Regions from separate parts of the Triticum aestivum genome. Here region 2 is linked to region 1. Evidence: chromatin contacts called from public Hi-C data. All regions are on one chromosome and are shown on one strand. Each heading gives the region's core, a stretch centred on a gene start, on an enhancer-like site or on the middle of the called end of the contact. The rest is flanking DNA. Distances are from core to core; before and after follow the strand shown. Region 1 has its middle 78 kb from the start of LOC123159550. Region 2 overlaps LOC123159193.

Evidence for each region. A called contact is a pair of places that touch in the nucleus more often than the background predicts.
Region 2: a contact with region 1 is called in a Hi-C map of leaf, with 5 times the contacts expected there. The contact joins two enhancer-like sites. A contact is called at or near these places in 2 of 5 Hi-C or Micro-C datasets (both in leaf).

Annotation. Positions count from the first base shown.
Region 1 is chr7B:257,119,721-257,126,325 of IWGSC CS RefSeq v2.1, reverse strand. It overlaps the pseudogene LOC123158886. Among protein-coding and RNA genes, the nearest start is that of LOC123159550, 78 kb to the right of the region's middle. Within about 2 kb of position 2,940, at least 2 of the 8 cell types and tissues checked have an H3K27ac peak or open chromatin away from gene starts, as enhancers often do. A contact at or near this core is called in leaf, where this site is marked.
Region 2 is chr7B:257,401,341-257,407,945 of IWGSC CS RefSeq v2.1, reverse strand. LOC123159193 reads left to right here. Exons shown (of 2, transcript XM_044577019.1): 2 at 3,584-3,924. The coding sequence ends at 3,671. Among protein-coding and RNA genes, the nearest start is that of LOC123159193, 7.3 kb to the left of the region's middle. Within about 2 kb of position 4,040, at least 1 of the 8 cell types and tissues checked has an H3K27ac peak or open chromatin away from gene starts, as enhancers often do. A contact at or near this core is called in leaf, where this site is marked.

The DNA of each region.
Region 1 (6,605 bases), core at 1,691-4,190:
TCATTATGAGGTCGTGGGTGAAGTCCTGACACAAGACAGGGTCCTTGAATCCTTGATGCTTTAGTAGCCAGCTCAGAACTTCAGATCATGTACCTTAGTTGTTTCTGTGTGGCTCCGATCCAAATTGTAACGGTAAAAAATGGCCGGTGGCCATCTACCAGCACTCCCTCGCGTATCTCCAGGCCCAGGCCCCGCGTCACCCCCCCTAGGGCGACTCGACCGGAGCCCAAAAACCTAGCCGCCGCCGCCGCGCACTCCCTCCTCATCTCCCTCCGCCGCCGCCGGGGGGCGCCGCCGGGCTAAGCCCGGGGGCTGACGGCGGTGGCGGGGGATTTCCTCTCTCCCGTGTCTTCGGGATGGTGTGGGACCCCTAGGCGTATGGTGGCGCAGCCGATTCGGTTTCTCCAGCGCAGTGGATGGCTGCGGCAAGCGGCGGGTGGCCGGCCCGTCCTCGGACGACGGCGGCTAGGCGCAGCGGGCGGCCAGTCATAGATTTCGGGCGCGGCGACGGCTGTGGTCGGCGTGGTGGCCTGCTAGGCTGCGGTGGCGTGCAATCCACCTTCAGATCGGCGGCGGCGGTGTGGAGGGCCTGGTGATCTCGTCGGCAGCACTTTTGGTCGAATCTGTTCTGACCGGTGCATCCGGCGGTGGTGGTCATCTCTACCGTCAGAGATGGTCAGCCTGAGACTGGGTGTTCAGATCTCCGAATCCATCATCTAGTACCGATTGCGAGTCGGGGAGACATAGTGGCCGGTGAAAACCAAGCCGACGGTGGGCGATGGCGGTGTTCTGTGTCGTTATCTTGATGAAGGCATCCTTATGTGACTACTGTCGACCCACTCGTATTGCTCTAGGGAAACCCTAGGATCGGGTCTTTCAGATCAGAGGATGGCGACACTGCGGTGTCGTTTCTCTCTTGGGAGCATCGTTTGTGGAGCAGCGCTGAGGTAGGAGGTGGAGCGGCTTTGTCTTGCGCGAAGCTTCGGTGGAGATGTCAAGTCATGCCCGGTCGACAGGTGCTACGCTTTGTCATGCATGGTCGGTAGGTGCTACCCACGACAGGTTTTCCAGAGACTTCAAGCTCTGTCGGCTGGTGGTACTTGGCCTGATGGTGCTGAGGTGTACCGGTGGCGACCGTGACGTGTTCAGCAGTTCGCGCGCAGGGAGGTGGTGCCGTTGGGCGTCGTGGTGGCATCGACGACAGCTAGACCAGGCAAGGTTGATGCGTTAGTACAGCTCTGATGGAGTGGTGGTAGTTGACGGCGGCGGCCTCTGAGAGCGCGCCGGATCGGTGTGTGCCCCATACCCGGCAAGTGGCTTGATTGGGGCCTCTGGTCTTAAATGTTAGGCTTGACTGCAAGATCTGTGGTATTAGGCCTGGACTGTCATCATCCCTTCAACTGGATAGAAGCAGGGCCGTCCATAAGGGTGGCCAAGGTGGGTGACCGCACATGCCCCCCTAAAAAAGTGGGGCCCCAAAATCATTAATCTCACGCTAAGTATATTGCATGTCAAGCATGATCTCATCCCTTCTCTATGCATCCCTGCATGCACGGGATTTCTTACCTTGATTATCTCCCCTCGCATGCGCCTGATTCCTTTCCATATCATGGGGACTCTTTACTGCATGCACCATTTATTTCTAGATCTTCTAGCGCGATAACTGCATGCATGAGGATTAGGCTGGTCATAGTGGGGAGTAACTTAGACTAATGTCATATGCATGACATTAGTCTAAGCTACTACCTTCATAACGCAAAGTAACTATGATATTACTATTATAGATGGTTTCATTTATTAGCTTGTAGACTTATCTTTTCTTGGGAAGCGCTATGTTACAGTAACATATTATGTTACCACCTCACATTAAATACTTGCCACATGAGCAAAAATTTCTTGAAGTGCGCTATGTTACTAGCTAAGTTACTTCCACTATGACTAGCCTTAGGCAGGAAAGAAAATCATCATGGTGATCGCTCCATTCGCAGGTCCAAATTTTTTTTTACCATAGACTTTGAGTGGTAACAACCTATCGAAGGGAATCAACGAGCTGGAAATAAAAAAAGGCTTAATATTTTAGAATTCCCTAAAAATAAATACACACATAATAATGTGAAATAAATTTCAAAGGGAGTTTTTTAAATAAAATGTCCCTATTCATATATATATATATATATATATATATATATATATATATATATATTACGAGAAAGCTTCTGATCTATTTATCTTCAAGACCTTATTTATATTTTTGATGATCATATACGCAAGTGTGTAACCTGGAGTACACTCCGCGCGATGCGATTCACACCATGCGATCGGGTGGTCAACAAAGTGACCAATTCTTGGGTGATATGCGCACATTACACAAATTGATAGCCAAACTGTGGCATATATTTTTTTCGCACCGAGGCCCCAATTTTAGCATATATTTTTTCCGCACCGGGGTCCAAAATTTCTGGAGACGGCCCTGGATAGAAGTAGCGACAGATGTTGCCTAGATGGTGGCTTCAGATTTACTATTGTATTTTTTTGTAAGGTCTTCTGTGAATAATTAATAAAGTGGTTGTATGTATCGTCTAGACGTAGAAGCCGGAGGTATTCCTGCTTTTCAAAAAAAAAGTTGTTTCTGTGTTTTTTACGCAGTAGGCAGTCCATTAATGTTCTGTATTACTTGTGTTTTTCTTGGTTAATGGTTTTATATTTTCACTGGCAGCAAATTGCATGTGTTGTTTTGTAAACAAGTACTCCCTCCATAAACTAATATAAGAGCTTTTACATCACTATTTTGGTATTTTTAAAGCTTTTATTTTAGATCACTACTTTAGTATTTTAAAAGTTTTTATATTTATTTAATCATGGAGTAGATAAGAGTGACTACATGCGTGCAGCCCGCGCTGTACGCTAAGCCGTCCAGCGTTTGTCTCCTATAAAACCCGGATGGCGACTGCGAGCGATCCGATCGAAAGCGAAAGCGATGGGATCTACTACTAGTAATCTATACTACTCCTATACTAGCAGTATTTGCATAGCAGTGGACTGGATTGATTAGTGGACACGCGCTCTGTGGAGTTATCGAATAAACATAAGTTGGACATGAGATTTGTGTTGTCGAGACGGCGTGGCTCATCTTGTTCGCCACCTCGGTTTTCGCCTATATAGCCCAGAGAGCGCGCCGGTTAACTCGCAAGGATAGTACCATCACCATAGGAAGCGGAAGCACCAAGTATCGTCTGATGCTCGATCGGGCAGTTGACTGGCAGCTGCCGCATTGCATTCGTGGTATCGATACCGCACCGGTCCAGTCCAGTGTTGACTGTCTTGGGATACAGGACAGGAGAGACCTGTCCAATCCATGGCTTCTTGTGCTGGCGGTGGTGACGAGCCGCTGACGGAGGCGCTGCTAGCGAGGGCGGGCAGCGGCGACAAGGATGACCTGGAGGAGATCCACAGCGTGTCGGCGTTCCTACGGTGCGCGGCGGAGGAGAACCGGCGGCTGTGGCACCTGGCCGGGCCGGCCATCTTCACGTCGCTGGCGCAGTACTCGCTGGGCGCCATCACGCAGGTCGCCGCCGGCCACCTCACCACGCTCGAGCTGGACGCCGTCTCCACCGAGAACTCCGTCGTCGCCGGCCTCGCCTTCGGGATCATGTACGGCATGGGGAGCGCGCTGGAGACGCTGTGCGGGCAGGCCTACGGCGCCAAGAAGCTCCCCATGCTCGGCGTCTACCTGCAGCGCTCCTGGCTGCTGCTCACCGCCACGGCCGTCTGCATGCTCCCGCTCTACCTCTTCGCCACCCCGATCCTGAGGTTCTTCCACCAGGACGACCAGATCGCCGTCATGGCCGGGCGGTTCTCGCTCTACATGATCCCGCAGCTCTTCGCCTACGCGCTCAACTTCCCCATCCAGAAGTTCCTGCAGGCGCAGAGCAAGCTGGTGGCCATGGCGGCGGTGTCCGCGGCGGCGCTGGTGTTCCACGTCGCGCTCACCTGGTTCCTCGTGGTGCCCATGCGGATGGACCTCGTTGGCCTCGCCGTCGCGCTTAACGCGTCGTGGTGGTTCGTCGTGCTCGGCCAGCTCGCCTACATCGTCATGGGTTACTGCCCCGGCGCCTGGAACGGCTTCCAGTTCGACTCCCTCGCCTTCACCGAGCTCTTCAGCTTCGCCCGCCTCTCCATCGGCTCAGCAATCATGATCTGGTACGTACATTTCGTACAGCTTGGTGGTTGTACATACGTACCACCTACTTATGGTCCAATGAACTGCCATGAACTGTTGTAATTAATCACCTATATTCCCGCTCTTTCGCCATGGAATCTGCGATGATGATATCTCTATCGCCATGGAATGGTAGCTTGGAGTTCTGGTTCTACATGTTCCTTATTGTGATCGTGGGCAATCTTCCCAACGCTCAGGTTGCCGTCGCCGCAGTCTCCATCTGGTGAGCTAGCTGTTATAATTGCCACCTGCCAAGCTGAGCAAAACGGTAGCTGGCTTTAGTAAATACGTAGTACTAGCTAGTATACTATATAGTGGCACTGACATGTTGTGATTTCTGGATGTGGCACATTGGCTGCCGCGTGCAGCACCAACCTGTTCGGGTGGCAGATCATGGTGTTCTTCGGATTCAATGCAGCCATCAGGTAATCTCAATCAATCAACCAATCTGCATCAAAACATATTTGTGCGTGCGCATTAATCCAATGGTTGGAGCAGCGTGAGGGTGTCGAACGAGCTGGGCGCGGGGCGGCCGCGGGCGGCGAGGTTCGCGATCGCGGTGGTGCTCATGTCGTCCGTGGCCATCGGAGTGGCCTTCTTCGTGGCCGTGCTGCTCCTCCGGGACGTCTACGGCGCGCCCTTCACGGAGAGCCCGAGGTGGTGCACGCCGTGGCCAGCCTGGGCGTGGTCTTCGCCTTCACGCTCCTGCTCAACAGCGTCCAGCCCGTGCTGTCCGGCGTGGCCGTCGGGGCCGGGTGGCAGTGGCTGGTGGCGTACATCAACCTCGGGTGCTACTACGGGGTCGGCATCCCGGTCGGGTACATGATCGCCTTCCCGCTGCGCCGCGGGATTCAGGTACGCGCTCCTGCGTGCATGCATGTCTTTGTTCGTTTGGCTGCCGAGCTTAAAACCGACCGTGGTTGTTTGGCTTTGGATGAAATGCAACAGGGGATGTGGGGCGGCATGCTCACCGGGGTGGGCCTGCAGACCGTGATCCTGATCGCGATCACGATGCGCACCAACTGGAACAAGGAGGTGAGCGATCCTGGTTTGACTGTTGGGTTTCAGCCTCGGGCAAAACGAGACGAGTCCTGATACTGCAGTATCTTGGAATGTGCAGGCAAGGGAGGCGAGCTCCAGGATACGGCAGTGGGGTGGTGGTGGTGATGGTGCATCGCCCAGGATCCCGGACAGCTTCTAGCGCCTCTGCCTGTTTCTTGGTGGCCAACCAAATCTGACTAATTAAATCTTGTGCGTGTTAGGCGAGCTATAACCAAAACTGGTCCCGTGGGCAGTCCCTCTTGCCCCGTTTGTGTTTTCTTGTCCACAACACGCAGCACCGCAAGATCCTTGCGCCGTGGTATGAAGACGGAAAAGGAAAAGGTTGCAGGGAGATCCCTGTGACCGAGACTTGAGAGTGGTGCCTGGTTTGCTTATAGTCTGGTGTGGTTTGGTTTGGCCTTCTCTTTTCTTTTGGTGAGTACTAGACGCCCGCGCGCCGTTCGATCACATCGTACAGACTCGTTCGATCACATAGTTCCCTTTCCTCTGGCTCTCCGTCACCCTACATCCTCTCCCCCACTCGCACGGGAAAAAAGGGGAAAAGCATAGACCCGCCGCTCCAGCTCGTCGGATCCCGAACACCGCTGCCCCCGCCATCAGTCTCCCATGTCGCTTGACCCGGTGCAACACCCGCCATCGACGGGTCCGAGGTCGGCCATGGCTGCTTGCGGCCCCATCCATTGACAGTGGCAGCTCCGCCATTGCCAACAACTCCCGACCTTGTAGCAAAAAATCTTATCGGATATAACTTCTACGATTGCCGGTGCCAGCAAAAGATAAAGCTGGTTCCAGCAAATTATAAATTGGTGGTAGCAAAAATTGCAAGAATTGACTTCTGTTTCAGCAAACCAAAAACTCTAGTGGTAACAAAAATGAACCTGGTTCCAGCAAAACAGAACACCGGCAGAAGCAAAAATTACAAACATTATTGTGGTTCCAACTTCCAACAAATCCAATGGTAACAAATAATGATGATGGTTCCAGCAAAACTAAAATATGGTGGTAGCAAAAATGAAAATTTGGTTGTTGGTTCCATCAAACCAAACTGTCGGTCGTAGCACAATTGATTGTTGGTTCCAACATCTCGCAACCGCGGTTGTAGCACTTATCGTCGCGTAGTCGCCCGCCATCGCCTGCCCGCTGTAGCTCCTTCGTCCACCACATGTAGCTCCCCGGGCCGCCAGTTGCAGCTCCTCCGTCCTCCGGTTGCAGCTCCAGGCGTGGCTGGTTGCAACTCTCGGCGTGGGCGGTGGAGCTGCTCCACTCTCCGCCGTCCATAGTCGTCCCCTGGGCGAGATGTTTCATCGGGGAGGAGGAAGTGGAG
Region 2 (6,605 bases), core at 2,791-5,290, 280 kb before region 1:
GCAGTTCAACGACAATGTCCTGGGGGATGCTGGAGAGCTGCACCTCAAGGCCGAGCAGGACGCGGCCTAACTACACGCCTTGGATGAGGAGACGATGTCCATTGAGGAAAACCGTGTGGCTCCTCATCGACCTCCCTTCTAGCCTTGGTCCCATAGGCCTAAAGTAGGTGTACAAGGTACGGTGGCTCCTCATCGACCTCCCTTCCAGCCTTGATCCCATAGGCCTGAAGTGGGTGTGCAAGGTCAAGAACACGAACACGGTGCGGTGCTTCGGCACAAGGCACACCTTGTGGCAAAGGGTTATGTGCAGCGTCAGGGGGTGGACTATGATGAAGTGTTCGCCCTTGTCGCTCGTCTCGAGTCTGTGCGGCTTTTGCTAGCTCTGGAACGTGCGCCTGCTGGGGCGTGCACCACAAGGACGTAAAGTCCACCTTCCTCAACGACAAACTTGAGGAGGAGGTGTACGTTGCACAATGCCGGGATACGCAATTTTCGGACAAGAAGGGAAAGTGCTACACCTTGACAAGGCTCAACGGACTGAAGCAATCGCCATGTGCTTGGAACAAAAAGTTTGATGTTGCCCGTTCTTGCTTTGTTTTGAGCGGAGCGCCAGAGAGCACGCCGTCCAGGTTCGCGGTGGCAGCACCACGTCTCGTCTGCTTGTGGTGTCTGTGTCATCATTGGTTTCAACGTCAGGGAAATCGAGCACTTCAAGGAGGAGATGCAAAACAACTTCAAAATTGGTGACCTTGGTATCCTGATTTTTTACTTGCGGATCGAGGTGTGCCAGTCCGTTGACGGCATCACCCTGAGCTAGCGGCGTACGCGGCGAAGTCTTGACTGGAGTGGCATGGTAGACTGCAACCATTGCACCGGGCCAATAGGACCACATGTTCAAGCTCAGCAAACAGAGCACCATGCTGCCGATGGATGCGACTGAGTACCGCAATGTTGTCAGGTGCCTGTGATACCAGGCCGGACATCTCTTGCGCCATCGGCTACGTCTCGTGCTTCATGGAGGCGCCCACCACCCAACACCTTGCTGCGGTGAAGAGTGTTGCGCTATGTCGCCGCCACGCCGAATTGGGGTTGTCACTATTGGGGAAGTGGGGACGATTACCTCGTCTGCTACAGCGACAACGTCATGACCGGATATCTTGACACTCGTCTGAGTTGAGCACCGATGTCGCCATGTTCTTCTACGCCAACAATGTTAACAACCGGTAGTCACTCAAGTAGAATGTGGTGCCTCTCTCGCCATGCGAAGCAGAGTACTTAGCTGCCACTGTGGCGGCGTGCTAAGAAATTTCACTCACTTCGTTCCTCAATGAACTGAAGGAGGAGCCAGCCTGCATTCAACTCTACATTGACAACTAATCCGCTATCTTATTTGCTAAAAGTCAAGTTTTCCACGACCGAAGCAATCACATCTATGTTCGTTTCCACTGCATTCGGGAATGCGGAGAGGCCATGAAGGTTAAGGCGCAGTTTGTTGGCACCAACGGACAGCTCGCCGACATTCTCACTCAAGCTCTTGGGCGTGTGCGCTTCGCGGAGCTTCGTGCAAAGATCGGCATGGTCGAAGTTACAATGGCACATGCTTTAGGGGGTGATATTGTTGGGATAAACCCGTGGCCTGTCACATTATTTTCCTATTGTTTTCCCCTTTCACATAAAATAACATAGGGGTCGTCACAGGTTTGTTCGTGAGCTAGTCTAGCGGCGCCATCAGCTGCGCGAGGTGATCCTAGAGTCGTGAGATGGCACGACTCACATGAGGGGCAAAATCGCTTCACTCTCGGTCTTTTCTGTTGGAGTTTGTTAGCCACAAATAAAGCAATGGCAAGAATCAGAAAAGCTGTGAGATGGCTGCACTCGCGTGAGGGGCAAAATTGCTTCACTCTCGGTCTTATCTGTTGGAGTATGTTAGCCACAAATAAGCAATGGCAAGAATCAGAAGAGCTGCGGAAGTTTGAGCAGCGTTAAACCACTTGTGTCATCGTCTTCCTTGATCCATCTCTCTCTCGCGCGTGTGTTCGTCAGGAAGCAAATAGGGTGCTGAGTGCTGACACATGCACACATGAGTGCACTGGCGTGTCCATGAAATACTGAAGTGTCACTCATTTTTCTTGCTGGAAATGGAGGTAATATCGGTATTTTTGGCTAAAGAAATGGTGCAAAGTGGAGATTTTGTGTTCTGGCATCTCGAACCTGTGTGCTTGATACTTACAGAATTTTTTAATATTCTGGATTGAATTATTCTTTTATGAGGGTACTAAGAGATAAAATATAACATTTTTGTTGGTATGGTTTGTTATTTTGACCAATGCTAATATTGCACAGAGTTAGGTCTCTTTGGTTGCTCACTTGCTATGACCTATGATCATGCTGTTTGACCATACCTGTTTCTTCTTGGTGTCACTTTAGGTTGAATATATCTATATGAAAAACATTAACCTTAATTGTGCAAGACAACACATAATCCATTAATGACAAAAGTCTTTCTCTACAGTTAGGGGGCAAACTGGAATTTGTATCGAGAGATAGGATTTCTGGAGACGAAAATGGTGTTACACTTGGTTGATTTGCGGCTTGAATATTTGAATACGAAACGGTGACCTTTGTTGTGCAAGTCAAGTCGTAACTACTCCCTCGTTTTTGCAGTTCAAATTGAACTGCAACTGCAAAAACGTCTTATATCTTGGTACTGAGGTAGTAATTAATCGCAACAACCTATCTCTCCAGTGAGTAGTCAAAACTAGAATTGGTATCGATAGATTATTTCTGGCGAGTGCCTATATGTTCTGCAAAGAGAATCGTGCCCTGCGTGTGGGCACTAAATTGTTGACAATATCAAACATGGTCAAAATCTGCACATGAATAAAAAACTTATCTCCACATGATTGGTCTTTGATTATATCAATCAGTGATTTGCATTAGTATGAATTAAGGACTAGTGATAAAAATCTTGTCCCATGTTGAAGCAAAAAATGGAAATAATAGAGCACTGATTATTATTTAAGAATACTAGTAAGATGCCCGTGCGTTGCACGGAACATCAAAATTGGGTGGACGGCGCCCGCAGCGGCCATCATACCAAGCCTTTTGAATGTGGTGGGGAAGAGATAAGGTTGATTGTGAGAGACGAGGAGTTGTTTATAAATATGGAAACAAGTGCGGGAATCTTTTTGCAAAACTGCAACAGTTTGCTTTGTATGTGTCAGGTTTAGATCCAACAGCTATTGGTGAAAAATGGAAGGCACACCATCATCACCAACTCAGGTTTTTATAGGAGTAGAGATGAGAGTTACTACACTACCCCAAAAAAGAAGAGTAACTACACAAGATTGCAACGAACCTATCACATGACATGGTACTTATTTATTTAGATGGAGAAACATGGTCGTGTGATATGATTTAAGGATACGACAAAAAGAAGAACACTATTTTCTGTTGTTTCCTATTTGAGTTAGTTACACTAATTGGCTATTTCCTTTCTACGAATTTAGAAAGATATATGTACATGCCTTGCTTTTATGTTACAGTGAAGTCCATGCTAATACATACTGTATTCTTTTATCAGGAAAAGACACTATCCTCCCAAGGCACAGGGAGGCATGGTCTTGAAGCAGAGATCACACAGGGGATCAGCGCTGCGTGGAAAGAGTTGAGTTGTCGTCGCCTCAACCATGAGAGAGCACCGCGCCATGAAACGCGATGCAGTACGTGCATCCATGACTAATCCGCCAGATCCATGCCGTTTTGCAGTCACACAATAAAGATGCGTTGATTTAGTATTTATAATTGGCTTTGGTTCCCTTTTACTTTGCTATTAAAGCGTGTAGTGATTTCAGTCTCTCATGCACATGGCTGGTTACAATGTAACAGCATTTCCTTATCTAAATTTGATTGTCTTTATGTCCATATAGACAATGGTCTAAAAATATGGAAGCGATGGTATGGGTCATACTGAGAACGTATCCTGTGCTCCCGACGAACTCGTGCACTAGGTGCTCCGGTACAACCTCAGCCATTGGATTAAAAAGAGAGGGACGGGATGAGGGGCAAGGGGAGCTGAACGTTTCCTATGCTCCCGACGAACTGATGCACCAGGTGCTCCGATCCAACAAAACGGACCTTGAAGCCTAGATGAATTCTGTCCCGCCCTGTCTTTTTTACTATGCTTGTCTTCTCACGTGTGCTTTTGTATCGGCTTATGTAACCGTTGCATGATTGTTCATTGCTCAACAGTTATAACCCTATAATCTATACTCCTATATAGTATACGAATAGCAAGACATATGGACCGTTGGATCTTTCTAATCAGACGGCTCAAATTTAATGGCTTGTGCTAGAGGACTACGTGGCTGCACATAGACCATTGGATATGTCCATCTAACGGCCCACATCGCAGGGATTCGCGCTGCGCCACTTCACTGTGTTGGCCTGGCATTTTCGCATGGGCACGTGATTCTGTAGAAATTTCTAGCACACTCATGTGATACAATGCATGCAGCGGTAGGGTAGAGTAGTAATCTCCAGAGTCTAGCAGAGCTACCAAGTAGGTATGGTGATGGGAGATGAGAGAGAGTAAAAGCATGACGATGGTTCAGCCTGGGCATAGGCGCAGATGCCTGAAACAATTTTTTGCTGGTGGAAGCAATTTAAATGATTAAAGAAAGACAACAAAAGAAAAATGTAATATGTGTTGTAGCTAAATGGCTTTTACTTTCCGTTAAAATTTTGTTTTACCAGTATATTGCCCTTGTTTTCAGCAATAAATTTGTGAAGATATCTGATAAACAAAACAGAAATAATTTTAAATAATCATTTTATTTGTAATAATGAATAACTTGCAATGTATACTCTATGCATAGCTCAATCTAGGACCTATTAAATTTCATTAAATTGAGGATGAAGCGGGTATCCTATTTCTCTTGGTATTCGAAATTGTGCAGATCTAATATTACACACCTACACTAACAAATTATTTATATCTCAATAATTATTGATTAATTAATTGTGCAGATCTAATATTACACACCTACACTAATAAATTATTTATATCTCAATAACTTGCCAAAAATTCTACACGTGCATGGCACGTGCCATTTACTAGTATTAAGTATGAGAGAAACAACTTTATAAATAACTGTTGTGATGATGCTTTGTACTGAAACTGAACTAAAGATCTCTGAACACATTTCTTTAGATGCTTCCATGCAAGAACATCAGTGTATTTCACATTGGAGCATCACAAGCATGCAGATGAACTGTACAACAACCACCCCTCTGAACTACAAAAAATGTCGCATACTATTTTTTTGGCAAGTGTACATTCTTGTTTACATGGTGCCAAAAATCCCTGAACTTGTGTGGCCTGAAAAGATGGATGGACTATAAACAACAGTCGTTATTGGGAATCGAAGGATGGTGCCTGGGTGTCTCTTCGCCTCTGAGTAGGCATTGTCACCGTCGCCAAAGTTCCTGAAGTCTTCACCGGATCCATCGCTGCTGGAGTCTAGTAGAAAAGAACAGAAATATAGTTAGACTGCATCAACAATACCAATTCATGATTCTAATTAATGGAATTTTGGGCTTTGATTTACTGGTTGTTGGTTGACTACTCTTTTCAATCAGATTTCTTGCCTCAAACTGGGCACAGTAGAGAAGACACGGGAGGACAGAAATCAGCTAGACTTCAATGTCCGTTTTGCAAAATGTACCTGCAGTTCCCCTTGCCCCTCATCATGCCCTCTCTTTTTAATCCAATGACTCGGGTTGGATCGGAGCACCTGGTGTACGAATTCGTTGGGTGCACATGATACGTTATCGGGTCATACTGGCATATAGTCCTATTATCTGGACCGTCCATGGCCAGATCGGGCAGGAGAGCAGTGCTAAATGAAGTTTGTACGAGCATCGAAAATTGTTGTATTTCCTTTTGTTTCATAGCACATATTACTAGTGGCGTCAAATGTTTAGTGTGCATGAAAAACAATTCTGTAGATGCATGAACATTTTTTATTCTAGATAAAAAACATTGTTTCTCTGTTTACATTTACAAAGAGAAATGATTGCTTTTTTTATCAAATGTTTTTCTCCATACAAATAAATGTGCATGCCTAAAAATATATTTGTCCACGTATCTCTTAAAGAAGGCATGTATTCGCCAAAAATTAAGAAAGTAGCCACTAGAAAGTGAAAGGAACGAGTATAAACACAAAACAATTAAAATTGTAAAGATGGAGAAAAGGCAATATATAAAACAACTAAACAATTAAATAACTAAAAGGGCTTTGCACAGGGGAGCCCACGAATTGACCGGCCCTTTTCGTTTGTTTTCCTTTCCTGTTTCCCTTTTTTTGCTTTTTCAGTTTAACTTTTTTTCTTTTTTAGAAACTTAATAAATATTCGCTTTTTCAAAATATTTTCCAAAATTCAAAAAATGTATATTAAATATTTCAGAGACTTAAAAAGGATCAGAAATATTTACAATGCTTTGGATTTAAAAATTGCTGTTTCTTTTCAAAACAATGTTCGAAAATTCAAAAAGTTTAGAATCTCGAAAAATATTTTTTTTTATTTTTTTGCCGATTCAAAAA